3 separate regions of the Mus musculus genome follow, and all the other regions are linked to region 3. A link is a contact called in public promoter capture Hi-C data. All regions are on one chromosome and are shown on one strand. The core of a region is the stretch at or near the end of the contact, and the rest is flanking DNA. Distances in the headings are between cores, read along the strand shown. Region 1 has its middle 13 kb from the start of 2210417A02Rik. Region 2 holds the start of 4930505K14Rik (RIKEN cDNA 4930505K14 gene). Region 3 holds the start of Slc7a1 (solute carrier family 7 (cationic amino acid transporter, y+ system), member 1).

Region 1 (3,367 bases), core at 81-2,580, 330 kb after region 3:
CGATTTCCTCCTGAAGCCTGTGCCAGCCACCATTAGCATTACAATTTGTGGGTTGGGCAGGCTCTTGAACCCTTAGATCACACCCCTTAGGGGAATTATTATTATCTTTTTCTGGGGGGGGGGCATCCCTAGGACTTCAGATAGCTCTGGCTCTCCCAGCTACGATCAGCTCTGGAGTTTGGTGCCCTCATTGACTTCTGGCTTTGAGTTATCCAACTCCAGGGTGGTTCTCAGTTGATGTGGTGTGTTATCGGCTAATGAGGGTGAGACTATCTCTCTCTATGCCTTTCCTAGGCTAAGCCAGCTTCCTGCTACCTGAGACCTTAGGCTTGTGAGCGTCTGGCCTTACTGTTCTCTATAACCACCTCTCTGGGCCTCACCCTGTGGCTGCGGTGGGCCGCACTGAGGATCTATGCTTGTCCTCTGAGCTCAGCACCCTGGGCTAGCTCAGCTTTTTAACAGTAGATCATTTCTCAAGATGGTGCCCAGCCACTGCCCTCAAAGTCATCCGTATGACCGAGGAGGGGTGCACAGGGGATAGGAGGATAAGGGGGATGATGGGCAGGGAAAGTCTCTGTATCATCAGCCCGCTGGAGAAATCACTGTCTCTGTAAAGCCGGCAGCTTGGTTGGAGGGTGGTGAGGGCTGCCGGCTTGTGCTGAGGGTGGGATGCCCCTCTTTCCTCTGGCTTGCCTTTGGGAAGTGGCTCCTGCTCCCATTCTTGTCCCCCCTGTCCTCCCAACTCACACGCAAGCAAGTGGACGCAAGCAAGCCGGACTGCATCGCTAAAGCTGTGTTCATCTTATTCTTTTGTAACGTCTTCCCTGGTTTCTCTTCACTTCTTTCCTCTCTGAGTTTCTAAAGTTCCCGTTTCTTTACCAGTTCACGCAGAGGCAGCCTCCTACCTAGAAGAAGACCCTATTTGTTATTTTTAAAATTCAGATTTAATTGGATCTCCTGGGTTTTGTTGCTTTTTATTTTTTAAACTTTTTTTCTTCTTCTGTCTTTGTTAAATATAGCGCTTCTAGCCTGCGTAGGTCTTGGGAATTTGGAAAGGAGGTTCCTATGCCCACGGTGACTATTCTCCAGGGCACACAATGGCTCAGCCTCCCTCCCTGGGGTCTTTAGATCAATTTTCCATCCTGCTTCAAGCTATTGCTGTAATGACAGGAAAGCTCTCTCAAGGTAACTTGCTCTCTTGCTTCAGACTACATCCTTCAGGAGGAAAAAAAAAAAAAAACCCAAACCCAAACCCACAAGGAACCAGCCAAAATTGCTAAGTCACTCTGACCTCAGCCTCCCAGGCACACTAAGCACTGTTCATTATATCCTCATTATAATGCTAAATCCTCCACCCACGATCTGTCCCCTATTAGCTTGGAACATGCAGTGTAAGGGGACCCAGGCACAGGTACATAGTTTTTACATATGGTGACAAGTCCTCTCAATATGCACCTGTTATCAGAGCTCTTCTGGTAAAAGCCAAACCCAACAGGCTAACTCGGCCCCTCCTACCTCCACCTGCCAATTAAAGACCCAAGTAATGATGAACAAATGAAAAATAAGGCTTATTCTACGTGGCCATAGCAAGATGAGGTATCAATAAAAGGACCCGTTGGTTCCCCTCCCCCAGTCAGTTTCCTGGGTCTGGACAAGAGGTTTAGATGTATGTAAAAGGCAAAAGGTCTGTATTACTAAGCAGTGCTGGTTATTGCGTGGTCCGGCGCATCCTTGACTTCTCCCTACCCAGCAAGACAGTTCAAACATTGTTACATTGTGAATGTGTCCATCCTGAGTGTGTAGTCTCACCTTCATGGGTAACTGATCCAGTCTGCAGGTGGGTATGTCCTCGGAGATCTTTGTTCTTAAATCTCAGGGTGACTCAAGAGGCAAAGTCAATCGAAACCCTTTATCTTTATACGTTTAGTCCAAGTACAGATACGAAATGAAGACAGCCGTACCTGGCCCTGTTCTTTTTGTTGTTAGCTACCTTGTGAGCCCAAGTGAAGAGTCAACACTTTTTAGGTATTTTTTAAGTGCCTGCTTCTTGATGGGTTTCCTAGCAAAAGCCCCTTACCTATTGCTAAGCAATAAAACTCTAGTCATTCCTTCATTACTAAGTCTTGCTTGCTAGTATTGTTCTCAAGGGACGAGCCCCCTTGTTTTCATTGCACTACGGTGGCCAACTCATCAGAAGGGTATTTCCTACCCCCAAGCCACGGTAAAATCTGTCTTCCTTCTAACTCCATCCATGCTGGGCAGAGATTTCTACCACATTTTCAATCTTGGTCTGCCCCGGGTGTCTTGGCGTCGAAGTACTGGAACTGATCCAAGATTCTGTCGGCTCTTTGAGTCTAGGGCCACTATCTCCGCCGTCTTCTCTCCACACATGGCCCCATGGTTTCCACGTGGCGGCTGTGCGGTAAACATTTGTTGAAGGAGTTGGATTCTTACTCTGTTAACCTGGAACGCAAGAGGCAGTTCCCCCTGGGATCGGTCGGTCACCAGGGATGAGGAAAGATGCTGAGAGATAATTTCATCTCTTTGCCTCCAGGCAAGCTCAACAACGCCCAGCAAGAAGGATGGAGCTGGTTCTGCCTGCTAAGGAGGGAGGCAAGCAAGGTGAATCCCCACTTATCTCCCCCCTCATTCTCCCTCCCCATCCCTCCCTCCCCAGCAGGAACACCTTCTTATGACCCTGCTTGAAGCCACTGTGTGCCACAGTGTCTGTCATTACTGGTACGACAGCATCTAACCGGCTTTTTTTTTTTTTTTTTTTTTTTTGACTGTTATGAGATTAGCTGAGATTGCTGGCGATGCCCCGAGAGGCTTTTTAAAGCGACTGTTTTAAAAATTGAAAACACCACTGGAAACGGAAGCTAATCAAATGTGCTTGGTGGGTGCATCCTATTTGGCTACATTTCATTCCTCCAAGCCCCCAGGACTGGTTAAAGAGAAACAAAATAAAGATTTTCCCCAGGCTTCAGCATTAAAGGGGAGGCGAGATGCAGGTTTTCCTACAGAGCATTAATTAGGAGCCAGCCTGGCGGTGTGAGGCAGCAGAGGGGACCCCACTGCATCTTTCTTTTCCGGTTCTTCTCACGTCAAGCCGTACAACCCGGCTTCTTATAAAATGGGTCTTCTTTAGCACTTGCTGCCAGATGACAAAGCTTTTACTGAAACGTATTAACGGTGGTGGCAGGACTCATTGAGGGAGTCTCTACTACGTCATCAATGTAAATGGCGACCAAGCTTAGCATCAGGAGTAGATAACAAGCAGGAGGGACCACCCGATACAGAAGTCAGAAAGGGCACCAGGCCCTGTTTGCTCAAGGAAGCTGCCATTTCTACCCTTAGTCCTGGCATG
Region 2 (3,411 bases), core at 539-3,038, 380 kb after region 3:
TCAAACACACCACACACATATATAGAAACACAGACTCACACCACACAGAGACATAGAAACACACTCTCTCTCTCTCACTCACTCACTCACACACACACACACACACACACACACACACACCATACCAGACACATAGACACACAGACAGATACCACACCAGACACACAGACACATACCAGACACACACACACACACACACACACACACACAGAGACATCACACCAGACACATTGACACACACAGTGAGATATCACACCAGACTCAGAGACAGACACACACAAACTGTCCCCTACGTCTCATAGATTCCATTTCAAAGTTGTGTCTCAAATGTTCCCGACTCTCTCCCCTGCAGCCACTGTCTGAGCCCACAGCCCACCTCATTTCTGCCACACCCCTAACCAATGATGGTTTCTGTCCTCAGCCTTGTGAGTCTCCTTTCTCTACGAAAGCCACTGCATTGCTCTATGGCACCACCTTCAGTGGTACCCTTTCTCTAGACATGAATTATGGACTCCTTAAGAGAGGCTCCCCAGCCAGGCGTTGGTGGCCCTAATCCCAGCACTTGGAAGGCAGAGGCAGGCAGATTTCTGAGTTCGAGGCCAGCCTGGTCTACAAAGTGAGTTCCAGGACAGCCAGGGCTACACAGAAAAACCCTGTCTCAAAAAACCAAGAGAGAGAGAGGGAGAGAGAGAGAGAGTCCCTGTACTGGCTCTGTCAATCACCCCATGGGCTACACTGATAGCTTCAGGCTCTGTCATCAGCCAAGCTCTTCTGTGCCCCAGGGCCTTTGCTCATGAGTGTCTCCTGCCTAGAACATTCATATCACCGTTCTGCCCCATTAACAGCAGCTCATCCATCAACTCTCAGCTTTGAGTCATCCTCCTGGGTGAGCCTTAACCTTTATACAGAAATGAGAAAGCCCTTCTGTGTTCTCTATCCACCCAGTACTATTCTTCACACACTTATCTGAGTCTATAACTGTGCGGCTATTGCTTGTTGTTTTAGCTGCTAACTTCACGGAGCCAAGAACGTGCCTGCAGCGCTGGCCACTGTGTCTGGACCCAGCTCCCGATGAGGCGCGGGCTCATGCTGCGCCTTCAACACATATTTGTCAAATCAATGATTCACCAAACAAACCCACTCCTGAATAAATTTAGTTACAACAGGTCGAGGCATATCAAGAGACATCTCTTGCAATTTAACAGATAATCCGGGTTTGTTCAGTGAATCAACCCACTGTAACTAAATTTATTCAAGAGTGGCATGACTGGACTGAGGCTCGAGCTAAGTAGCAGAGCTCCCGCCTAGCTCATGCAGGGTGTAGACCTCATCCGCAGTGTGTCGAAATAAGACAGCTTCCGTGATGAAGCGTCGAGGCAAAGCATCTTTCTCACGCTAACAGAGAGAGCGTCCCTCAAGGACACACTTCTTCAGTTGACAGTTCATTTCTAGAGGTAGAGATATAGTGGGCAATCAGATACAACCCAGGGTGACAGGCAGGGTTTATCTCAGAAACATCATTAAGCATCTTATACATTAGGCATCTCAGGGCTGTGAGGCGCTCGGCTTGTCTGACTCGATGGAGGTTCACTAGTCAGGTGAATATTTCGAGTGACGGATGCAGCCCAGGCGGCTTTAAACAACACAGAGCATTTATTGGCTTCATAACTGAGGAGTTCAGTGAGCCTTTGGGTTGGGTGTAGACCAGTGATGTCACAGGGTCCCTGTTGCTATCCATCACAGACAGTGCCATCCTGCCTTGTGATGTCATACGCCAGTGTGGCTATCACCACACCACCCTGGACACCCCTGAGCGCATCTTCTACTACATGACTGGGGGGTCTTGTTTCACGTGTACCAACACATTGAGCCCTTCAGTCATCATATCTTCTCACCAGCCGAGCCAGGGAAGAGAGGGCCTGTCTTCTAGAAGTTTCCATCTTGTTTCTTAGCCCCAACCACAAAGAGACCGGTTTCCAGTATTCCACCCCAGGACCCCAGCTCTCCACAACCTGACCTGACAACATGGAAGAGTGTCGATTGGAAGGTGAGAGCTCTTCCCCCTTCTCTAGAATGTCTCTGCTTAGGAATTACAGTACATTTTCCATTGGAAAAAAAAATTCTACATTTACCAAGACTTGCTTTACGTTTTTATGAAAAAGATGCACATTTTGTTACTTCTCTGTTGCTGTGATAAAACACCCGGACCAAGGTGCCTTAGAGAAGGAAGGATTTATTTGTACTTATGGTTCCAGAGGTGTAAGATCCATCATCAACACAGCAGGGAAGATTGGCAGTGGGCAGACATGGACACTGGAGCTGAGAGCTCACAGCTTAAACCACAGGCAGGAAACAGAGAGCTCAGTGGGAATGGATCAAGGCTTTTGAAACCTTAAAGCTGGCCTTCAGTGACATTCTTCCTCCAGCAAGGACAAACCTCTCCAAATCTACCAGAACATCTCTTCCGACTAGGGACCACACGTTCAAATACTGAACCCATGGAGGGCGTTCTCCGTCAAACCACCACAGGGAGTGCCCCTGTTGATACTGTGTGAATTGTTCATCCTATGGAAACTTTGGGGTCTCTATCACGGCAAATGAAATGATTAAAATTTTTTCCAAAAGTCATAAGAGGACAAGGAGGGTGGCTCAGCAGGTTGGGTGCTTGCCCTAGAAGTATTGGGGACCAGAGTTCAAATACCTAGAGTCCACAGAAAAGCTACATGGGGTGGCCACCTCACCCGGGGAAAGCAAGGTGGCCAGCTGGACTACCCTCAATAGTGAACTACAGGTTCAGTGAGAGCCCTCACCTCAATATATAAGGAAGAGAGAGTGATAGATGGAGATATATGCCAATCCCAGCCTCCACAGACATGCACACACAAGCACACACACACTGCATATACATATATGTAAAAACACATGTAAGAACAAGATGGTTTATTTAGTGCCATTTCTGTTGATGGAGGGGTGGGACATTTGTGACATCAACAGTACTGTCACAGACACCTGCCTTACATGCTCTTATGGAAAGTTCCAGAATCATCTCTGGCAGTAGAATTTCTGGGTTACTTGGACTTAAAGATTTATTTATTTATTTTAATATATATATATTTCTGGGTTACATATATATATATGTATATATATATATAATTTCTGGGTTACTTGGACTTAAAGATTTATTTATTTTAATATATATATAATATATATTTTAATATATACATATACATACAAATATATATATATATATGTATATATATATATATATATATACACTGTAGCTGTACAGATGGTTGTGAGTCCTCATGTAGTTGTTGAAAATTGAATTTTTAGGGCCTCTGCTTGCTCCAGTCAACTCTGCTCGCTCAGTCCCTGCTCACTCTGACCCAAAGGTTTATTTATTATTATAAT
Region 3 (3,370 bases), core at 336-2,835:
TATGGGCCAAGAAAGAGCCCTGGGGCTGTGAGATTCAGCCCTAGCCACTGGGGTATCTCTTATCTCTACTTAACTAGTTCCTTTGGTTTATTCACCCCCCCCCACCCTCCCTTATATACCCTCTAAATTTCACCCTTAAGTAAAACATGATCTCAAAACGCTAAACTTTTCAGAGCTGTTTCAATTCATGGGGTGACTTTCCCCCTCTAAATGTCTATTCTGATCTCGTGAGTCACGCCCTTTTGTTTTAGTGGCAGAAGGGTGTGCTCTAGTCAAAATAATAATTTCCATTGAGACCAACTAAAAATACCAGGGGGATGACTGTGTCGAGGTTTCCTATTATCTTAACCACACATGAAGGGCAAGAAATGTTACAAAAATCCCAATTACCAGCTGACTCCATGACAGCTAAGACAGTCAACCAAAAGATAACGCAGAAGATAACGCTCCGGATTCTAGTGAAAGTTTACTCACCTTTAGAAGAAATACACCTATGGTTGAAACCCTGTCCTCCTGCACGTGAGAGTATAACTGTGGGTGCTGGGAAATGTAGTTTTTTAGTTTGTTTTGTTTTCCTGACAGCACATGTCTGCCTATCCCAGCACATGTCTGCCTATCCCAGCACATGTCTGGCTATCTTAACACACAAGTCCACACAGCAGTGGGCTGGAGCGAGCGACACTGGACTGCTCTGCGGACACCCTTGGCTGGTGACCTGATCGTGCCCAGGAAGTCTTCCACTGGACAGAAACACACGGAGCACAGGTTGTCTACGGAGCCGGAAGAACTTCCTCCCACTCCACACCATCTGGAAGAACAGTCTGTGCAGGCCGAATCGGGTCACAAGGAAAACCCACCCAAGAGGGAGTCCCTCCAAAGGGACCTCTGGAGACTATGAGGCGACCCGGAGGACAGGAATCTCAGGTCTCGGGTCATGCCTGCGAGACCTGACAAGAGTCCATCCTGCGCGCGGCTCGGCTGACGACACTGCCCGGGACCGCGTGGCGGGGCGGGGTGCCGCGCACCGCGCCATGTAAGGGAAGGTCTCCCAGACTGCCGTGACTCCGGATGCCACCCGGGGCAGCCTGCGTAGATGGGTCCCCGCGCCCACGTGGAGCCTACACACGGCGCCACGCGTGGCGGGCGTCACCCGGGTCGCCCGTGTTCACTCCCTCCCGCTGTTGCATCATGCACCACGCCGCGCCTGCAAAGGACCAAGATGGACTCGGAGGAGGCGACCGGAACACTGGTGCCCGCCCCACGCACCCATCCCCCGGAGATGGAGAGGATAAGAAGAACCCTCGCCCTGCCTGAAACGCCACCCGAGGCCACACACACAGACACACACGCACACCGAGGTGACTCAGGCTTTCAGAGCTTCCTGGGCAATCACAAGGATCGCGTACTCACGGAGGAGGCGGCAAGATGTTGAGCTGTGTGGAGACCGCGGGTAGAAAGCCTCTCACACCTGCTAGCTGAGGGGATGGCGCACGCGGGCGGAATCCGAGCCGGTTTCATCAGCCGCGCGCCGCCCTCCGCGGGCCCCACGGCCACGGCCAGTGCTGCGCGTCAGCTTCCAGGGCACCAATGACAGCGCCGCGCGGCCGCGCCCCTGTGGGCGGGGACACCCGAGACCGGGCTTCCCCGCCGGTTTGGGCGCCTCCCGCGCGCGCCCTTGGTCCTCCGCAGCCGCAACTGAGCTTGAGTCAGAGCTGATGGCACAGGCTGAGGGGTGCGAGCCCCCTCCTGGGGAGCCACGGACAGCTGACGACCAGGTTTCTTGCTCCAAACTGGATGTAAGACACATTTTAAAGACTTTTTTTTTTTTTGGACTTAGTTGTAAATCTTCTTTTGACATTGGACTACTTTACGGCTGTGCCCTAGCTAACGCCTTAGCCTCCGCCTTGGTCAGGAAGGGCCCCAGAACCTGCAAGCCTCCCTTTGATACAAGGTAGTTCCTCCACATAGCCAACAGAACAGTTCAGGCAGTTCACACCCGCGGGACTCTCCCCAAGTTTAGTACCCAAATCTAGTCTTCAGGGTTCCTTCTGATCTCTGCTCCAAAATCGAGAACTACAGTCTATAGGGCTGAGGGATGGCTCAGCGGTTAACACTGACAACCCTTTCAGAGGACCCAGTTCTGACTCCCCACATGGGGGCTCACAACTAATCTGTAAGTCTTGAATGTGATGCACAGACATACACAGGTAAACCATAAATATGCATAAGATAAAAGTTTTTATAAAGAATTATATCGAAGCCCGGCAGTGGTGGCACACACCTTTAGTCCCAGCACTTGGGAGGCAGAGGCAGGTGGATTTCTGAGTTTGAGGCCAGCCTGGTCTACAGAGTGAGTTTCAGGACAGCCAGGGCTATACAGAGAAATCCTGTTAAAAAAAGAGAGAGAGAGAGAGAGAGAGAGAGAGAGAGAGAGAGAGAGAGAGAGAGAGAGAGAGAGGAAGGAAGGAAGGAAAGAAGAAAGAAAGAAAGAAAGAAAGAAAGAAAGAAAGAAAGAAAGAAAGGAAGAAAGAGAGAAAAGAAAGGAAAAGAAAAGAAAAAGAGAAAAGAGAAGGTGGATGCTATGTGTGTTCTCAAGTGTGCCTTATCAGTAAAGGGATTCATTGTCAGCCACAGCTGTTGATACTCCCATAGAATTAAACTAACGATGTATTAATTTATATTGCCCAGCCAAAAAGTCTTAATGAATACGTAGAGGGAGGTGGATAGCACTAAAGCACTTCTAACACTTGTAAGATAACATTAAAGCACTTCTAACAGCGTTTGTGATAATAACAAGGCATCAAACATGCTTTGTTTTCCAACAGCCAACAGAAGTAAGTGTCAATCATGCGGTGATGAACTGATTCCTGCCAATCTAGTAGGGAGGTCTCCTGAATCTTTACCAGGTGCCCCCTTCTCACAGAGGGAAACCTCCCATCTTTCAGCGCCCACCAGCTTTGCCTTCAGCACCAGATGAGTATCTGACTCCGAATTCGAACGCTATTCACTGTGTGTCCTCCACAAATCGGCACACTACTGCTTATGAAAATTTACGTTCTCTTAAAAACTGCTTGCCCTGTCCTCGTCTGGGATTTTGGTGTGATACAGGTCCCGTCAAACAAGCTGAAAATCAAAAAACGGAGTCACGGGTAATAAAATCCCACACCAATAAGCTGAAGCTAAACTGACCTCTCAAGAAATTAGGAAATTAGCGATGACCAGTTTATGTAATGATTCTCTGTGCATAAACCCTTAACCAAAAAGAGCAAGCTGGATCAACCAGATATTAGGCAGCTTTTTCTCTATTGTCCCTTCTCCCTGCCTCTACTATGCAGAGACAGTAACTTCTACCTGCTTTCTTCAGCTCATT

Evidence for each region. Promoter capture Hi-C pulls out the DNA fragments that hold promoters and counts their contacts.
Region 1: a promoter capture Hi-C map of embryonic stem cells shows a contact between it and region 3, with 4 times the contacts expected there. The contact joins the enhancer-like site here to the promoter of Slc7a1 in region 3. A contact is called at or near these places in 6 of 39 promoter capture datasets (cranial neural crest, embryonic stem cells, neutrophils and 1 more), 3 of 115 datasets of contacts at active chromatin or transcription factors (the SCID.adh cell line, bone marrow-derived macrophages and embryonic midbrain) and 2 of 9 other capture datasets (embryonic stem cells and liver).
Region 2: a contact with region 3 is called in a promoter capture Hi-C map of neutrophils, with 4 times the contacts expected there. The contact joins the promoter of 4930505K14Rik here to the promoter of Slc7a1 in region 3. A contact is called at or near these places in 13 of 39 promoter capture datasets (the HPC-7 cell line, the SN4741 cell line, cranial neural crest and 7 more), 8 of 115 datasets of contacts at active chromatin or transcription factors (acute myeloid leukemia, bone marrow-derived macrophages, effector CD8 T cells and 5 more) and 1 of 9 other capture datasets (embryonic stem cells).

Annotation. Positions count from the first base shown.
Region 1 is chr5:148,727,416-148,730,782 of GRCm38.p6, forward strand. No RefSeq gene overlaps it. Among named protein-coding and RNA genes, the nearest start is that of 2210417A02Rik, 13 kb to the right of the region's middle. Within about 2 kb of position 1,331, at least 15 of the 459 cell types and tissues checked have an H3K27ac peak or open chromatin away from gene starts, as enhancers often do. A contact at or near this core is called in bone marrow-derived macrophages, embryonic stem cells and neutrophils, where this site is marked.
Region 2 is chr5:148,776,175-148,779,585 of GRCm38.p6, forward strand. 4930505K14Rik (RIKEN cDNA 4930505K14 gene) reads left to right here and starts at 1,789. Exons shown (of 3, transcript NR_131106.1): 1 at 1,789-2,047.
Region 3 is chr5:148,398,319-148,401,688 of GRCm38.p6, forward strand. It overlaps Slc7a1 (solute carrier family 7 (cationic amino acid transporter, y+ system), member 1), which reads right to left and starts at 1,586. Exons shown (of 13, transcript NM_007513.4): 1 at 1,411-1,586.